2 separate regions of the Mus musculus genome follow, and region 2 is linked to region 1. A link is a contact called in public HiChIP or PLAC-seq data. All regions are on one chromosome and are shown on one strand. The core of a region is the stretch at or near the end of the contact, and the rest is flanking DNA. Distances in the headings are between cores, read along the strand shown.

Region 1 (4,451 bases), core at 804-3,303:
CTTGCTTCAAAAGTTTTTGATATATTTTTGGAACACACACACAGAAAGAAAATGTGTTACTAGTGGAAAATTTTAAGATGATGCATCGGGAGAGGGGAGTCATACTTTACCCTTAATAGTTTATTCTTCAAGGTTTTATTTCTCAATGAAGATGCATACATCCCATGCTTATGATAAAAATAATCAAAGTAAACATATACTAAATATATGCAAAACATTTTTAAAGAGACATATCTTCTAAGTTATAAGGTGGGTAATTATGTAAATATAAGAGTGCCAGGAGAAATAGCCAAGTTAAAATATATTCTGCAGCTAGATTCCTAGGCTTTACTTAAAAACAAAAACAAAGATTAAAAACAAGCTCTGTTAACATGAACTTTTAATCTGTTGGAAAAATTACATTCACATCACTATACAGAAGTATCTGGTAGCTGGTGAAAAACACCAAGTGTTAAGTAATAAATTAATAACATTCCAGCCCTTTCATCAACATTAGCCATAGCATCTGCATAGGATCTAGTTCAAGAATAAGAACAGCTCAGTTTCTAGCCATAGCATCTTCTAAACCCTAGAGTCTAGGTGAATTACCCCTCAGCAGTACTTGAAGAGAGAGGGATCAATGGCAAAACCCATACTAAGGAAAATACATTCTGAGGTCGGTTGCTTTTTGTTTGAAGAACATATTTTGTCTTAAACTAACTGCTATTTTTAAAATATTATCGTGAATTAAAAAGTCTTATTTTAAAAAGAAATTTTATTTTGATGCCATTTATAGGAAATGTCCTGACACTTTGCCAGAATAATTTCACTGGCCTCCTCTGAGAAATCTACATTCTACCCAAAGCATCTGTAGGCTACAGAATATTATCAGACAACTAATACATCCCAATCAGACTGAATTTATTTATAGACAACGTTCTTTTTGCAATGTTAGATGCCTCATTAACTTGATTCAGCTTGTGCATAGCAAAAATATTCCCTCCCTCTTCAGATTTTTTGATAGAGTGAATTATAATTTCTTGTCTCACTCATTATAAACCTTTGGTTTGAAGGACATTTAAGAAATGTGTAGTGCCACTTACGTGGATCCTGGATTACCTTCCTGTATTAATTATATGCTTTATTTGTTTTACATTAGGTGGGAGGTGGAATGGAGTAGTGGCCATTGTTGCATTTTACTTTGCATGGAAAATAAGCTTAATTTTGCCATAACCTCCAAGGTTAGGGAAAATGAACAGTGATGCTGTATTCGTGTAGACATCAGAATTGTGAAGTTAGTGGTGTGTATGGGATCTTAAGCCTCTCTGGAGCCTTAATAATTCTGCTTACTTTTAAAATGTTTGCCATCGCAAGCCACACTGCAAAGATGCTGTGAAAAATTAGGCCACACAACTCCTATACATGAGCCACATCTCCAAATTTTTTAATCTCCTTTTAGATGTCACTCTATAACTTTTGGGTTGTGTGCTCTTTTGATTTGGTTTCCACATTGACAAGTGTGAGTGAAGAAAGGATTTTCTTCCCAAACCTTCCATTACAACCATTACAAAGCATCTCTGCTTAGAATGTGGTCATCAAGGACTATGTCATTAATTGGAAAGAATCTCCCCTTATAGATAAGAAGTCCTGAATTTACATTATTTGATAAAAATTCTAATTATGAGTAAACTGGGAATTCATATAGAAAACCACGACCGAAGTTCAGTACCTGTTATTCATTTCTCTTACCAAGGAGAAAAAGTTGATCCCTGGAGGTATTAAATTAATATGAAGCCTCCTAGCTCATAAAATGTTTGCATGTGTGCCTCTTGTTAAGTATGGCTAACTTCCATGTAGCTGGCTTGACTAGTGAACTCACTTCCACAATATATATGTGAAAACTTCCTTGGCGACGACTTTTTTTGGGGTGGGGGGTGTCCTGGAGAAACTTCAGGTTTACCAGATGATCAGGCTTTGAGGCTTTCAAGGCCATGTGGCCCAAGTAAACCACCATCCTCTCTCTATTCTAATCACAGCTAAAGTCAGCTGTGGGAGGCTGTCTCCTTTGAATGGTTTATAATCAGCTTGAGACATAAAACTGACTCATGCTGGAAGTGTGGGGGCTGCTCTTTCACTTTCTCAGTGCAGGAATGCCACTATCAAGCAGGAATAAATGCTCTGACCCCACCACCACTTTTCTTTCCCCGCCTGTTAGCTTCTCATGGTATGTGGGCTCATACTGTATATTTGCACAGCCTCACACTGTCTCTCCCACCATTTTGCATTAGGCACCCTGCTTTGTTGCAATGCTATAATGGTTCCTACATCCCCATGATGTTTTGTTTCAACTATATTTCTTTATGAAAAAAGACAAGTTACATATGAATAAAAATAAAGCACTCAAACTCAGTAAAATGAATCTATTCAATGTCATCTCTTAGGAGACTGCTTGTGAGCTCCCTTCACATCACTAAAGGGAACTGTAAACTTGTCCTGTAAAGTACTATTATTAGGGAGTCACATTGAAATTACAGACCTTCTTCTCGAACCTTCTAAATTTTATGCTATAGTGCTTTGTTTTTTTTAGGAGTGTTTTGGTCTCTTAAATAATGGGCACACACCTTTTAGAATTTTATATTTGAGTTGGTTGGTGTTCCTTTGGGTTTTGAAATAAAATCTTAAGACATCTGTCCTGCTTAAGTTGCTCTTGTCTTTCACTTCAAATAATCTTCCTGAAAAGTTTCATAAAGTTAAAAATTTTACATAATAATAAAAATTTGGAAGTTGCACCATCAAGCAGTTACATTGATGCTTGCCGATAGAACATTTTGATACCACAGAGCAGGATTGGTATCTTAGAGGGATAAATTAAAAAGTAAAAATTTTACTCATTATGGACACAGGCATAGATCAGCTTTTTGAAGTCTCCATGGCTCACTCTTAACAAAATATAGTTTCTCAGAGCATCAGCTCTGTATTAATTCAAACAGGTGTATGATAGCTTCCCACTAATAGACTGCCTGCTGGATCTCACTCTTGGAGAGCAAGAGAAGATTTCTGTAGTGACAATTCTGGAATTTTGGTTTCGTATACAACTCAGAGACCAAACGAAGCTCAAGAAGGAATCAAAATTTGGATACTTCAGTCCTACTTAGAAGAGGGAACAAAATTATCCGGGGAGAGGGAGGGAGAGAGGGACTTGGGAGGGAGAGAGGAAGGAGAGGGAAAGGGGGGGCAGGATTAGGTATGGGAGGAGATGGGGAGAAGTACAGAGGGTGAGGAAGTTGAAAAAAGGTGTGTAGCAGTGGAGAATGGAAAACTGGGGATAGACACTAGAAAGTCACAACATGTTAGGAAAGCAAAAGGATCCCAGGACCCAACATGGATGGCATTAACTAAACTACCCAACAAAGGGGAGATGGAACTTGTAGAGACCATATCCAATGGTTAGGCATAGCCCCAGTTTGAGGGATGGGGCCACCCACCTATCTCAAAAATATTAACACAGATTTTGTTCCTGTTTAAAGGAAATACAGGGACAAATAGTGGAGCAAAGACTAAAGGAAAGGCCATCCAGAGACTGCCCCACCTGGGGATCTACCCCATATGCAGACACCAAACCCAGACACTACTGCTGATGCAAAGGAGTACTTGCTGACAGGAGCCTGATATAACTGTTTCCTGAGAGGCTCTGTCAGAGCCTGATAAATACAGATGCAAATGCTTGCAACCAAACATTGGACTGAATACAGGGACCCCAATGGAGGAGTTAGGGAAAGGACTGAAGGGGCTGAAGGGATTTGCAACCCCATAAGAACAACAATATAAAACAACCAGACCCCCCCAGAGCTCCCAGTGACTAAACCACCAACCAAAGAATACACATGGAGAGACCCATGTCTCCAGCTGCATATGTAGCAGAGGATGGTCTTGTCTGGCATCAATGGGAGTGGAGGCCTTTGGTCCTGTGAAGACTTGATGCCCCAGTGTAGGATGATGCTAGGGCTATGAAGGGGGACTTCATGGGTGGGTGGGGGGAGCACCCTCACAGAAGCAGGGGAAGGAGTGGGATAGGGAGTTTACAGAGGGAAACCTAGAAGGGGGATAACATTTGAAATGTAAATAAATAAAATAACTAATAAAAAATTTAAAAGAAAAACAAACAAACAAAAAAAAAAACAGTAACATCATAAGATTATATTGTTGTTTTAATCCCAGGTGTGGGGACAAGGGACTGTTTCAAAGCAGCTGACAATGATTTTCTTTGTGATCTAGCAGAGGCATAGTTTTGCCATCTTCAGGTAGTTTCTATGATTGTGTGATATTTGGAATTCTGGGAATGTTTCAGAGGTAATGTAAATGCTAGAGCCCTCAGAGCCAGCCAGCATAGGTGATTGTTGGGGATTGGGCTGTGGATCAGAGAGGGGTTCCAATTTGTCAGTAGTCATACTCAAAGGAAAAACAAGGAGAAA
Region 2 (4,679 bases), core at 1,473-3,972, 500 kb before region 1:
AATAGCATGTCTCCTTTTCCTGAGTTGATATACAAATTAAAAAAAAAAAAAAAGAGGGTAAGGCCAAAACTCCTTTTGTCCTTGGAAAAATATGCCATCTGCATTTAGCTTATGATATTCAGCTGGGAACAAACTCCTAGCATAAGGATGTCGCTAATACAACCCTCAAGTTAAACTGTAAATTCAGAGCATTTAAAATGCCTTATAATAGTCAAAGCCAGTAAAATCGACCCTGTATATTTTTATTTCATCTCTGTTGGATCATATGATATTTAATAATTGGTTCTGGCACCTCGTTGCAAATTATTATAACTTTGAGATACAACAGTCCTATTGAGCATATGGGTAGCACAGGCTCCGAACATATATATGATACCGCCTCTCTAGAGGACCTTCTGTCTTGTTTTCCTTAGCTTGGAAGGGTCAGGTAAATTCTGTTGTGTCGTCATGTGTTAAGATTCTTCAGTCTCTGTTTTGCAGGGTAAATGCTTAATGCAACTGATTACTCCCACCCCCACCCTCAAATAACCGTGAAAACTTTCCTTGCAAAGCCAAAAGAGACATCCATGCATCTGGGGTGCAGTTCGATTGAGCTGTTACAAAGCGCTTCCAGTATCAGTGCATACGAATTCGTTAGTGCAAAAAAGGTTTTATTCCTTGATGCCATATTGTGTTCCAGTTTAAATACAAACTTCAAGACTTTCAGGAGTCAAGAGACCTTCCTTTGCTATTAGTAGCATATGATAGTTCTTCCTTCATCCTGGAGAGGATGGGAAGCCGATGGTAAAATACGACTGACTCCAAGAAACATTTCTTAGAGTGAAACATTCCCCTTTCAGCATTTTTTTTTTACAGCTCTACTCGATATAACACCCTGCGACAGAATTGGGAAGATCATCTCCAGCTCATATCCCATCAGGACTGTTTTCAGTATCCCCAATGCTTTGCCTTTATATCTAGCCCACGAGCCTTGACTTGCTCTTGCATTATTTCACGTTAATTGCTTTAATGTTTATTGCTACATTCAATCATAACATAATATGTGCACAGAGGTAACAATTACACAGTAAATTGTCCTTCCAAAGAGATGTCAAGATGGACATTGGTGGGTGGGGTGGGCAGAGGGTGATGATTTATAACTTATGTTGACATTTTGGGACAAAGCTGGTTCAATTTCTCTTGATTTCATTATAATACCTAATAATAATTTCTCTTTGTCTGTCATATAATTTGTCGTTATGATAACGGCTCAGCTAAAAAGTTCATGAGGCTGGGGGTCAATGGTTAAAGACAATTTTGAGCTTTATGTTTCTCCATTGCTACAGCAATACTGTATCATTCAAAATGGCATGTTGGTGGAAAGGAAACACTGCTATGCAAGTCTATAATTCTCACCCACTGTGAAACTAAATATCTCATTTAAAAACAGTTTTATACAAAGGCACTTGGCCTCTATATTTGTATACATGTATATTTTATCTAGATAACTATAAAGAAAGTATTTTGAAGCTGGACATGTTGGTACATGCCTGTGATTTTTGAATTAGAGATGCTGAGGCAGGAGGATCTTAAATTCTAAGCCAGCCTGGATGACATAGACTCTGAATCAAGAAAAGAAATATCAGTGTGACACTCTGTAGGGTAGTTTCCCGTTGTTATGATTACAAAATCCATCTCCCAGTGAACCATCCTACCCTGGGAGCTGCCCTTGAGCAGCTCCTTCACAGTTCACTTGTCAGTCGCACCGTGCTAATATTAAGAACTCTGCTAACCCTGACAAGCAGCAAGGCAACTCACCACTGACCCTGGCTGGGAATCAGGAAGCTGCAGTTCTATTCATGCCACAGAGCTGAAAGTATCTTTTGCTACTGGGGACTTGCCTTGCATCACGGATTGCTTGCTTGGCAGCATATGAGCCAGTAGGTGGAGTGCTTGCTAACAATAATTGAATACACAACTTTAACTTCAAATAAGTAGAAGCCACTTTTCCTGTTATAAATTGCTAAAATTATGCGTATGCTGATTTCTTTCTTCAGTTATAATTATTTGGAGGGAAAAAATTCACCAGAGCAGGGTTGAGATGAATGCAGGACTGTGGTTACATAGTAGAACTTAGAGGCAAACTGTGCCCAAGCTCATTGTATGGTGTAAGCATTATGTAAAAAGACGGTGTCTCAATCACTCAAGTGTGTTTGATTCAGTAAATAGATCTAAATATCTCTTGAAAAATTTTTTAGTATTCATGGTGTTCAAAGGACACACTACTATTGACATACTGTACAGGGAAAAGCTTAGATAGAATTAATTACACGTGTTAATAATCATAGTAAATTCAACACCTTTGGGAAGAAAAGTTGCAAGAGATGCTTCCAAAATAAAGTGTAACTTTCCTCTGAGAGTGCTTGTTTTCTTCCAAAAGAAGGCTTTCAAATGTATTTTAAAGCTACAGCTAGAGACTTGCTAACTGCATCACTCTAAATCTATCTATATCACACCTAAAGATGTTAAAGCAACATTTAGAACTCCAAGGAGAAAACAAGCAACAGAATTTAGAAAGCAGGAACCACATGGAAACAAGAAAAGTCTTCAGTCATTTTTTAAGAATGTGAGTTACATGATGTGGAAGATGAATATTTGAGAGTTTTAAAAAAGAACCTCATTCCTTATCGGGAACACTCGCATGCCACAATCCGTGGCTTGGGAAACCTGTAGTCTGCAGGGCTAGGAAAAAAATCATTTCATTTAAAGAGGCAACTGTACGATCTTCAAGGCGAACACTGCTGAACACTGAGCATTTCCCCTTTAACTTTTTCATCTCAAAATGATAAATTTTGCTAGAAATAAGATTTTAAGGCAAGATATCATGTTATATAGCCCAGCCTGGCTTTGACCTGTTATTCTGTCTTAACACTCCCCACCCCAGGCTATGATTGTCAACATTTGCCACCACAGTCATCATTCAAAGTAATTTCTATGAGGACTCAGTTGTCCCTTCAAGTGTCCCAGCATGTTCTCAACGCCCACTAAATTCTGGATAGATTTACATTTCAAATATGTAGCTTTTCCCCTTTAGGTAGACAGTGGAAGAATCAGAGTGCCTTGTTAAACAAAATGAAGCAGCCACAATTAATAACAAGTAAACTCCACCACATTCAACAGCTTTATTCCAAACAAATGATGACTACACACTCCACCGTTCAAGGGTGACCAAGGGCAAAATAGAACCTCCCTGAGGTCACAGAAAAAGAGAAAGAATATTCACTGAGAAATTAAAACTGAGAATTCTATCTCTTCCAAACTTGTGAAGACTAAATATTGTTCATTTTCATAAAAATTATGGAATTTGGCCCGTAAATAAAATGACAAATTATGAACAGAACTCATTTAAATAACTTGGCCATGAAAAAGAACTTTGGGGAATTTATTTATTCCAAAATTATTTTGAAATTGGGAAAATAATGAGTCCTGGTATATCCCAACTTCATAAATAAATAAATAAATTTGTCTGAGTGTAGATAGCTTGTGAAACAAGCCAAAGCATTGAAAAACAAAGACTCTCTGTATCTAATCTTTATCTTCCATTGTGTTTTTAGATTCTGCAAATAGCATTATGAGACTAATTGGTATATTTATTTCTTTTATTTGAAAAATCAGTTCACTCGCTTGCTTGTCAGTGGCCTTTCAGTCTTCCGTGCTCCATGTCTTTGATATGGTACTTTTCCTTAGATGTCATTCTCAACCCATGTTCATCCCTTGATGGTTAGGCAGCAATAGACTTTACTGAGAAATAGAAACCTGTCAGTGATTGATCTCCTCAAGACCATATTCTCCCTTAACAGAAGCTATGAAGAGGCCCTGTCCAGTGTTGCACTGTTGGTGTTGACTTGTAGAGTGAAATGTTCTGCACACAAGCACAGCAAAATATTTTGGTAAAACGTAATTATCAGAAATTGTGACACTGGACCATTAATTCCCTGTATATTAGAGTGACACTTGACTTGACTCGCCCATTCTCATTCCAGACCCATCTGAAATAGGCAATTCAACTTAATGATGTCACAATATTTGCCAGGCTATAGGTACTGAAGAGAAGACACTGGGCTGTTCTTGCTGTTTGAGATTCCTTTCCTCTCTATACACAACCAGCCCATCTGTCTCACTCATACGGGAAACTTATCTTTGAAACATCACTCTATTATTATCACGGTTGTTCTTTAAAATTTGCTTCTTAACTTTAGATTGTGTTTTGGAAACCAGGTTTTCAAAGCTCCCAGATCTTGTTGGCCAATTTAAAATGTTGATAGTAATATACCCTGGAAGAAGCTCATATCAATAAAGAACTCAAAAGCACTATATTCCCATTCAGTTACTGGAGGATAACCTCTCTGTGAAATACAGATTGCCTACTTTTTAAAAGAAAAAAATCACAACAAAGAATTCCACCCCTCCCAACCTCTAATATTTTTCAAAGTGTGAATTGAAGAGGACTTAGAGACAGATGGGTCTGGATGATCAAGTTACCTGTTATAGCAGCACATCTGCCGGGGCAGTCAATCACTGTGATGGCTCTGACAGGTCGATGGAGCCAGAGCAAGAGTGGCTAATGCAGACAGAACGGCTGGGGAAGCACAGGCCTCCTGCTTGTCTCCTGGGTTTGACTGGTCTGAAACCCGTACTTG

Evidence for each region. HiChIP or PLAC-seq counts read pairs in DNA pulled down with a chosen protein or histone mark.
Region 2: a contact with region 1 is called in an H3K27ac HiChIP or PLAC-seq map of SST interneurons, with 5 times the contacts expected there. The contact joins two enhancer-like sites. A contact is called at or near these places in 1 of 15 datasets of contacts at CTCF or cohesin (the NIH/3T3 cell line) and 2 of 115 datasets of contacts at active chromatin or transcription factors (SST interneurons and embryonic basal ganglia).

The regions. Positions count from the first base shown.
Region 1 is chr12:49,447,228-49,451,678 of GRCm38.p6, reverse strand. No RefSeq gene overlaps it. Among named protein-coding and RNA genes, the nearest start is that of Gm34381, 3.3 kb to the left of the region's middle. Within about 2 kb of position 2,053, at least 12 of the 459 cell types and tissues checked have an H3K27ac peak or open chromatin away from gene starts, as enhancers often do. A contact at or near this core is called in SST interneurons, where this site is marked.
Region 2 is chr12:49,949,189-49,953,867 of GRCm38.p6, reverse strand. No RefSeq gene overlaps it. Among named protein-coding and RNA genes, the nearest start is that of Gm40418, 170 kb to the left of the region's middle. Within about 2 kb of position 2,722, at least 22 of the 459 cell types and tissues checked have an H3K27ac peak or open chromatin away from gene starts, as enhancers often do. A contact at or near this core is called in SST interneurons, where this site is marked.